Regions from separate parts of the Sus scrofa genome. Here all the other regions are linked to region 3. Evidence: chromatin contacts called from public Hi-C data. All regions are on one chromosome and are shown on one strand. The core of a region is the stretch at or near the end of the contact, and the rest is flanking DNA. Distances in the headings are between cores, read along the strand shown. Region 1 holds the start of LOC110255327 (cysteine and histidine-rich protein 1-like). Region 2 holds the start of SLC52A2 (solute carrier family 52 member 2). Region 3 holds the start of ZNF251 (zinc finger protein 251).

Region 1 (2,782 bases), core at 185-2,684, 150 kb before region 3:
AGGCTTGCTTTGCTGTCTCCAGCCATCACTCCCACTGCAGGCGCTGTGCGCGCAGGGCCTGGTGGTAGGTCCAACTGCCCGCAGCCAGGGCCCAGCGACAGAGGTCCTCCTTTGGTAGCAGCAGCAGTCTGTCCTCCTCCAGCCGGCTCAGGAGGCCTGCAGCACCCAGCATCACCCCCCCCCACATTCCATAAGTGTTGGTTGTGAAAACAGCCACGATGAGGATGGTCACCGCAACCACCAGCACCACCGCCTGGCCAGCCACAGAGCGGCCCTCGGCACCAAGGTGGTCACCAGCCACTGCCAGCACCATGCCTCCTCCTAGAAGCAGATTGGCAGAAGAGCAGTCCCCATTCATCCAGTGGAAATCAAAGGCCAGAAGGGGCAGGCCAATGACAGTGGCCACCCAGGCTCCAGCAAGACAGTCTTCATCTGTGCGGAGCCCTGGGGCCAGCGTGGTGGCAGCGGCCAAGGCCTGGAGCAGGAAGCCAGCAGCGGCCCCTCGACTTGCCTGTCAACACAGGGAAGGGGGGAGATGTAGGGAAAAGAGGCCAGGACCTTCCTTTAAGCAGGGAAGGGTTTGGGGTACTCACAGAAGCCCGGCCTCCATGCTTACCTCCCACCACCCTCTCGCTGATTCAGGAAACTGGCTAGGTCTTTTGGGTTTGGGAGTGGGCTATGCCCCTGCCCCGCCCCAGGGTACTCACCTGGGCAGTGCTCACCGCCGCATGCAGAGACACCGTTCCCAGTACCAGGTGGGACAGGGAAGCGCTCCACTCGCTCCATGGCCTGGAGGCCATGGCACCTCTGGCGGTAGTGAGTTTGAGGGGACAGGAAAAGGATCCTCAACTTTGGAGAAAAAGGTGGAGGCTGGCGACAGGGAGCCCCTAAGGGCGGCTCTCCGGGCCTCCCAGGTTCCAGAGTCCCATTACTAAACGGTAGAGTAGGCTCAACCGAAACTCCCGAGCCCTGAGGCCACTGGACACAACCGTGGGGAAGGAGAACCTACATCGGCTGGAAAAGAAGGGAAAACACGGAGCGGGGCCTGGACCGGGTGGGCGTTAGCTCTAGCGCCCTGGAACCCAAGTCGGGGCGCAGGGCCAGGGGTAGGGGCGCGGAGAGGGGCGCAGGGCGAGCGCAGACCCACTCGGCCCGGCCCCTGCGCCTAGGGAGGAGCCGTCCTCGGCACCCGGCGTGGAAACAGCAGCCGTGCGAGCACTCAGATCGCTGCGATGCGCGGCTGCGGCGCAGCGGCGACCAGCAGGCCGAAACCAGCCCACCGCACCGCCCTCCGACTCCCGTCCCGCCTACCGCGCGCGGCCTGCGGCCACCCCTTACCAACCAACGAGAGGAGAAGAGGCTAGAGCGGCGGCGGCGGGGGGAGGGGGGTGCGGGCCAGGGCGACGCGGGCGGGGAGGCGACCCGGTTGTAAGAGGTGGGCGGGGCTAGGAGGGCCGACGTCTCCTCGCTCCCCGCACGCAACCCCACCCGTCTGGGGAAGGGAGTGGCCTGAGGAAGGAGCCTCGAGGGGCGGGGCGGCGAAGGGGCGGGGTGCAGCGGAGGAAGGGACGAGGGGGAAGGGCCCCGAAGACGGAGCGGGGAGGGGCGGGGCCTCTCGGGGCGGGGCGACAAGGGAGGGGCGGGGCGACAAGGGAGGGGAGCGACCGAGGAAGAGGTTCGAGGGTAGGAAAGGTGGGACACCTGCGCGGGCGGAAGCCTCTCAGTGGATAGAGCCCTGGGGGCCCCTCGCAGAGGATTGGTAGGGATCCTAGAAGAGGGGATGAGGGGGCTATGGGTGCTCTCAGCCCGGGGTCTCCGCTACGTAGGGTGGCGGCCTCGAGGACACCTGTCTCTGGGCCCCTTTCCTCGGGCGCCGGTCCTCCGCCCGCGGGAGCCGGGCCGAGGGGGCGGCCGCCGGAGCATGCGCACCGGCTCTGCGGCGGGCGGGCGCGGAGTCGGGGCGCGGGGACGCGGGGCGGCGAGAAGCGGGGCCCTCTGCCGCCCCGCGCTCCCATGTACGCCTTCTACTCGCTGCTCATCTACATCTTCTACAGCCTCTTCCGCAGGGATGGCGGGGCGGCGGCGTCCGCCGATCCTGGGAACCCCGCCGGCGACCCCCGTCCTCCTGGGAACGGTTCTGCAGGCCTGCGCAGCGTAGGTTCCAGGGCGCTGACGCGGGGGAGGGACCATGTGGACGACCCTGTCTCTGATGTTGGAAGCTGAGATCCCTGCACCAACCCCTCGGGCTCAGTCCCCGAGGCAGGCAGCCGTAGGCCGCCTGGCCTCTCCTCAGGGGCTCCCCCTGCTCCCTCCCTAGAGTGTCCGCTGCAAGGCCGGGGGTCGCCGCCGCCCCGACCAGCCCACCGCAGAACTGTGGACCGAGCTGACCGGCCTGGTCGGTAGGTAATGGTGCGTTAGGAACGCTGCCTCCCCGGGGCCGTGAGGGAGTGACACCGTCGGAGAGATGCTGGGGCGCCTGTGACCCCTTTGGGAGGGAGGGACCTGGCAGGTACTAGCTGGTGGCCTAGCGTTTGACACGTGACCCAGGACGACTACCCATCCCACTACCTGGCCTCACAGGCTGCTCGGAGTCTGAGGGTGGCCCGGGAGGGGCAGCCGAAGGCGCTCCCGCCGAGGTCTCCCTGGAAGAGGCTCTCGTGCGCCTTGCTGAGTTCCTCTCAGTCCAGCTGGGGGCGGAAGAGAGCTTGGGGAATCCTCCAGACCTGAGCAAGGTAAGCAGAGCGGAGACTTCTCCTCCAGCGACCTGTGCTGTTTCCCCACT
Region 2 (2,700 bases), core at 120-2,619, 240 kb before region 3:
CGCCTCTGCCCGCGAGGACGGGCGGGCCCCGGGCCTGGAATCACCAGCAGCATGCTGTCCGATTGCAGCAAATGGTATCCGGAGCCGCTCGGCGCCAGCCGATCCCACCACCAGTTCTCAGCCGGCGGCGCGAACCGGACCGCGCGCCGGGTCCTCCGGGCCCCCGCGGGCGCCATCTCCACTCCGGACGCTCCAAGCTCCGCCCAGCGAGGCGGAAGGGGCGGGCCTTGCCGTGGAAGAGCGGGGACCATTGCGCGCAGGCGAGGTCCGTCCTGCAGGGGGCGGGGTCTGGGCCCGGAGCCGACTTCCGATACGGGGTTTCCGGGGCTGGGCCATCCCGTGGGCACGCCCGCGGGTGGTTCTCGCGTGTCCGCCTCTCCCGTGTCCGCCTCTCCCGTGTCCGGACCGGTGAGTTGCAGTCCTCTCTCGGGCTTGACTGCCTTTCCCGCCCCGACCGGTTCTGGTCTGGGGCCGCGACCCTGTGCTGGATGCGGGGCCCACGAGCGTGGCGGGACTGCTGACCCTCGGGTCACGGAGCGCGTGGTGCCCGACCGGGAGTTGCAGGGACCCCGGCGCATCGGACGGATCTCCGCGAGCCGCCTGACGCAGCGAGGGCCGTGCCCGCCGCGGCCACACCCCCAGTCTCGACTTTGCCCTGGCTGTTGGCAGGCTCGCATACACTGGAGGCGTGTGGCTCCTGAGAGGTGGCCCTGCCCCGGAGTGCTTGTCTCGTGCCTTTGCGGGTGAGTGTGGTGGTGCTCTTGGGAACTCAGACCCGAAGATTATGGCCTTGTTTCATCATGCTCCTCTTGTGTGTGGCACCTTCCCAATTCCTGCCTTGCTGGGTCAAGATCCCAGCACCCGCCCCCCTGGTTTCCCTGGTCTTGGAGGTCTGGTCCTCTTAATTTTTTTTTCTAATTTTTTTTTGTAGTTTTAGGACTGCACCTGCAGCATGTGGTAATTCCCAGCCTAAGGGTCGAATCCGAGGTCTAGCCGCCGGCCTACACCACAACCATATCTACACCACAGTCATAGCAACCACAGATTCCAGCCCGGTCTACGACTTACACCACAGCTCAGGGGCAGCGCGGGATCCTTAACCCACTTGAGTGAGGCCAGGGATGGAACCCGCATCCTCATGGATGCTAGTTGGGTTCGTGACCGCTGAGCCATGACGGGAACTGCCCGGTCCTCTTCGACTCCAGTTCTGTGTTTCTTTCTTGTGACCCTGCATGTATGTTTTTCTGTCAAGCTGGACGAGATCTTCAGTTCCCAGAAGAGCTGGAGCATCTTCTTTGGACCTAGGTGGGGAAAGAAGAGCTGGCTGTGACCTTTTCCCTGTCCTGGAGGCCCCCAGCTTTGAGCTGAATGGCAGCACCCCCGCTGGGCCGTCTGGTGCTGACCCACCTTCTGGTAGCCCTCTTTGGCATGGGCTCATGGGCAGCCATCAACGGGATCTGGGTGGAGCTGCCTGTTGTGGTGAAAGACCTTCCAGAGGGTGAGTGGGAATGGCCCAAGAAGGTGGGCTGCTGCTGCCCTCTGTCCCTCGGTGCCCTGCCTTGACACGGTGTCCTCTCATTCCTTGCAGGATGGAGTCTCCCCTCGTACCTCTCTGTGCTCGTGGCACTGGGAAACCTGGGCCTGCTGGTGGTGACCCTGTGGAGGCGGCTGGCCCCGGGCAAGGGCGAGCGGGCCCCCATCCAGGTGGTGCAGGCGCTGAGTGTGGTGGGCACAGCCCTGCTGGCCCCACTGTGGCAACACCTGACAGTGATGGCAGGACAGGTGCACTCTGTGGCCTTCCTGGCCCTGACCTTTGTGTTGGCGCTGGCCTGCTGCGCCTCCAACGTCACTTATCTGCCCTTCCTGAGCCGCTTGCCGCCTCCCTTCTTGCGTTCCTTCTTCCTGGGTCAGGGCCTCAGTGCCCTGCTGCCCTGTGTGCTGGCCCTAGGACAGGGTGTGGGCCGCCTCGAGTGCCCGCCGGCTCCCGCCAACGGCACCCCAGGCCCCCCCCTGGACTTCCCAGAGCGTTTTTCTGCCAGCGCCTTCTTTGGGGCCTTGACTGCCCTACTGGTCATTTCAGCTGCCGCCTTCCAGGGCCTCCTGCTGTTGTTACCATCACTGGTATCTATCCCCACAGAGGGCTCAGGGACTGGCCTGCGGGGGGGCGCCCCAGGAGTGGAGGAGGAGGAAGAGGAAGAGGCCTCGCCGCTGCAAGAGCCACCTAGTCAGGCAGCAGGCAACACCCCCAGCCCAGACCCTGCAGCCCATCGGCTGCTCTCCGCCCGTGGCGCCTGCCTGCTGGGCCTGCTGGCCACCACCAGTGCTCTGACCAACGGCGTGTTGCCTGCCGTGCAGAGCTACTCGAGCTTGCCCTATGGGCGCTTGGCCTACCACTTGGCTGTGGTGCTGGGAAGTGCCTCCAACCCCCTCGCCTGCTTCCTGGCCATGGGCATTCTATGCAGGTACACAAGGGATCCCCAAGCCACTCGGCGGGGCCGGTGTGGGGGGACCCTGGGCTGAGGGCCTGCGACTGGCACAGCCAGCCCTGAGTTTTCGCTCACCTCTGGCAGGTCCCTGGCAGGGCTGGGTGGTCTCTCTCTGCTTGGCACACTCTTTGGGGCCTACCTGATGGCACTGGCAATCCTGAGCCCCTGCCCACCCCTGGTGGGCACCTCTGCAGGGATGGTCCTTGTGGTAAGT
Region 3 (2,700 bases), core at 19-2,518:
CGCCCTTCCTCCCAAGAGAAGTACACAGCCACGTCCTGGAAGGTCAGCGGCACCACCTCCTGCAACGACAGGTGGGTGCTGCCCGCGGGGCTGTGCCCACTGGGTGGACCTGTGGTGGTCAGCCAGAGGGCCAGCTGCCCTCTTCCGTCCTGAGACCCAGCTAGTCCCCCAGCAGCCCTCTGGCGGGGGGGGGGGGGGGGGGGGTTGGGGGTTGGATCCCAGAGCCCTGTCCTTGGGGTGCTAGGGCTCCTGGCTTCTCGGCGTGCTGGGCTCACCGCTCCAGAGGGGGGAGGACAGGGAGGAAGGTGAACTCACCTGGGGCGCCAGAAGCCAAGTGTGGCAGCCATCCTGGGGGAGTGGGATCTTAGGGAAGACTCGGGACCTGAGGGGGCAGCCCTGGCCCGGCCTCCCCCAGCTCACCGTCAAGGGGCAGAGGCCCACACCCAGACCCATTCAATACCATTCAGTCACTCCATTAGCTTCCAAGGGCCTGGTGAAGGACGGCAGAATTGGGTTCCTGGAGTGGCCTCCTGGGGCCACGCGTAAAGTCGCTCATAAACGTTGCGGGTCAGAGGCAATCACAAGCCAACGCGAGTCGGACTGGCCAGAATCCCACTGAAACTCCCTAGAATGGGGGAGCAAGGGCCCAAATGGCCCTCGTGGGCCCAGTGGGGCCGGGAGGTGAGGGTGCAAGCTGGCAGCTCCAGTGACCCAGCGTCCCAGGACAACCTGAAGCAAAGAACCGCACCCCACCAACAGGATGAGAGGACTGGGCGGCCGGGTGGGCTGAGCTACTGAGGGTGCAGCTGGAAGCCTGCGTCCTTCTCACCGCTTGGTCCCCAGCTTCCAAATCGGCCTCCCAATCCTGGCTGCTCCTTAGGCCAGGCTGCGGTCGCTTCCTCATTCTGCCAACAGACTCCCCTCCGACCTCTTCCCAGCCCTGCGGGCCCGGTGACTCCTCGGGTTCGCGAGCTCCGGCCGCCCGGGGCTACAGGCACAGCCCGCCGCTTCTCCGGCGCCCCCAGGCCATTGGGTGCCGACGCTCCGCGGGGCAGGCCTCCCCTGAAAGCTCCGCGCGGCGGCCCCTGGCCAACGCGACCCTGGCTGAAACCTCCCGAAGCTCCGCCCGGACGCACCTCGGTCCCCGGGGCCCGCCCACCGCACTAGAGCGCGCCCCGCCGGCAGGCGCCCCTCTAAGGCTCGCGCCCCAGGCGAGCGCACGCGACCGGCTTGCACACCTGCGCGCACCGGTCAGCCCGCGGCGGGGCAGGGCCGCCCGGGCCGCGCTGCGCACGCGCAGGACGCCCCGCCCCGCCGGGTGGCCGCGGAGGGCGCCGCAGCCGGTGCCCCAGGACGGCCCACGGGGACGATCCGGCCGGAAGCGGCCGCGTGGTCCCGGCCCCGCCCTTCCGGGCGGCCGGGGTTCAGCGGACCCGTCCCGCTATGCCTTGCTCTTGGCTCCGGGCTGGGCGGAGGTTCGAGTCGGACCCGCTCTGCCCTCCTCTCCGTCTCCAGGGCCGCACGTGTCGCCGGATCGCTCCAGTCCGGCGGCGGGGCTCACTCAGCTGCGTTCCTGTCGGTAACGAGCACAAGCTCGCAAATAAGGACGCAGAGTGAAGGTGTTTAAATCACACCTGTCACTCGGAGGAGGAAGGGACGGGGTAAGGGTAGGGACGTTAGGTGACACCGAGGACCCTCTTGTCTTCCAGACGCGCTGCTGGAATCAGGCCACCGGTTCAGGTCTGAGCTCGAGGCAGTCAGGTAGCAGGAGGATATCCAAAACTTTAAACACCGTGCAGAGACGTCACACGGGATTAAAACGCTGCCAGGCTGGAGAGTGTGTTGCTGCTGGCGGGGTCTGATGAGCAGTCTTGAAATCAATGCAGCCGAGTATGCAGCCCCATGAGATCAGGTAGTACTAGTGCTGTGTTTTGTCCACTAGGAAACCACCAGCCTTACAGCAGCGGCAGGAGCGTAGGAAGCATTCTGTAAATACTGGGTGAGCACTTGGATAAAAGGATAAAAGGCTGAAAGGAAGCACATCACTCTAGTTTTAAGACTGCAAAGTACATATTTGATTGCCTTATTTTCTGAGGCTTTCTGAATTGATACACCTCCAGCTTATAGGGTTGCCAATTGCCGGGCAAACAGTCCATGCATAACAGCACAGCAGGTGACAGGATCACGACCACATTTCTGTAGATTCCCTCAGCAAGGAGCACAAATGACAGATCATTTATTTCTTAGGCTCCTCAGACCCACAAGATGACAGGAAGCACAGACAGCAGATTCCTCTGTTGCTTGGCATCAACTCCAAACCAAACTACCTCCAGGCAGCTTTGCTCTGCAGCTGTACCCCAAGGGAAACAAAATGGAAAGTCCAGTAAAGACGGCATCACAGTTGATTCTACAAGATTGATTGTCTTCCTTTGTTTCCAGGGAGCCTCCGGCATTCTGCCAAGACTCAGCTCAGGCTGCAACTCAGCCTTGGCCACATGGCCAGTGTGGAAATGTACAGAGCTGTTCCCTGCACTAATGACCTCCCTTTTGCTAAAACCAGTGCGTGCGTTTTATTATTTTTTTAAGTTATCATGTTATTATAATTAATTTTCGTCTTTTTTTGTGTGTGTCTTTTTGCTATTTCTAGGGCCGCTCCCGCGGCATATGGAGGTTCCCAGGCTAGGGGTCGAATCGGAGCTG

The links. A called contact is a pair of places that touch in the nucleus more often than the background predicts.
Region 1: a contact with region 3 is called in a Hi-C map of epiblast stem cells, with 1.6 times the contacts expected there. The contact joins the promoter of LOC110255327 here to the promoter of ZNF251 in region 3. A contact is called at or near these places in 2 of 5 promoter capture datasets (fetal liver and liver), 9 of 47 Hi-C or Micro-C datasets (blood, epiblast stem cells, liver and 5 more) and 1 of 2 datasets of contacts at active chromatin or transcription factors (alveolar macrophages).
Region 2: a contact with region 3 is called in a Hi-C map of liver, with 3 times the contacts expected there. The contact joins the promoter of SLC52A2 here to the promoter of ZNF251 in region 3. A contact is called at or near these places in 1 of 5 promoter capture datasets (liver), 8 of 47 Hi-C or Micro-C datasets (blood, fetal liver, heart right ventricle and 5 more) and 1 of 2 datasets of contacts at active chromatin or transcription factors (alveolar macrophages).

The regions. Positions count from the first base shown.
Region 1 is chr4:331,066-333,847 of Sscrofa11.1, reverse strand. LOC110255327 (cysteine and histidine-rich protein 1-like) reads right to left here and starts at 1,434. Exons shown (of 2, transcript XM_021090545.1): 1 at 708-1,434; 2 at 1-511. The coding sequence starts at 800. The coding sequence ends at 26. KIFC2 (kinesin-like protein KIFC2) reads left to right here and starts at 1,627. Exons shown (of 18, transcript XM_021090435.1): 1 at 1,627-1,692; 2 at 2,055-2,154; 3 at 2,318-2,399.
Region 2 is chr4:422,008-424,707 of Sscrofa11.1, reverse strand. SLC52A2 (solute carrier family 52 member 2) reads left to right here and starts at 1,369. Exons shown (of 4, transcript NM_001004033.1): 1 at 1,369-1,498; 2 at 1,589-2,462; 3 at 2,571-2,694. The coding sequence starts at 1,369. It overlaps FBXL6 (F-box/LRR-repeat protein 6), which reads right to left and starts at 275. Exons shown (of 9, transcript XM_013996410.2): 1 at 1-275. The coding sequence starts at 251.
Region 3 is chr4:185,257-187,956 of Sscrofa11.1, reverse strand. It overlaps ZNF251 (zinc finger protein 251), which reads right to left and starts at 1,268. Exons shown (of 6, transcript XM_021090452.1): 1 at 461-1,268; 2 at 316-348; 3 at 1-59. The coding sequence starts at 463. It overlaps LOC102158405 (a long non-coding RNA gene), which reads left to right and starts at 1,389. Exons shown (of 3, transcript XR_002343681.1): 1 at 1,389-2,559.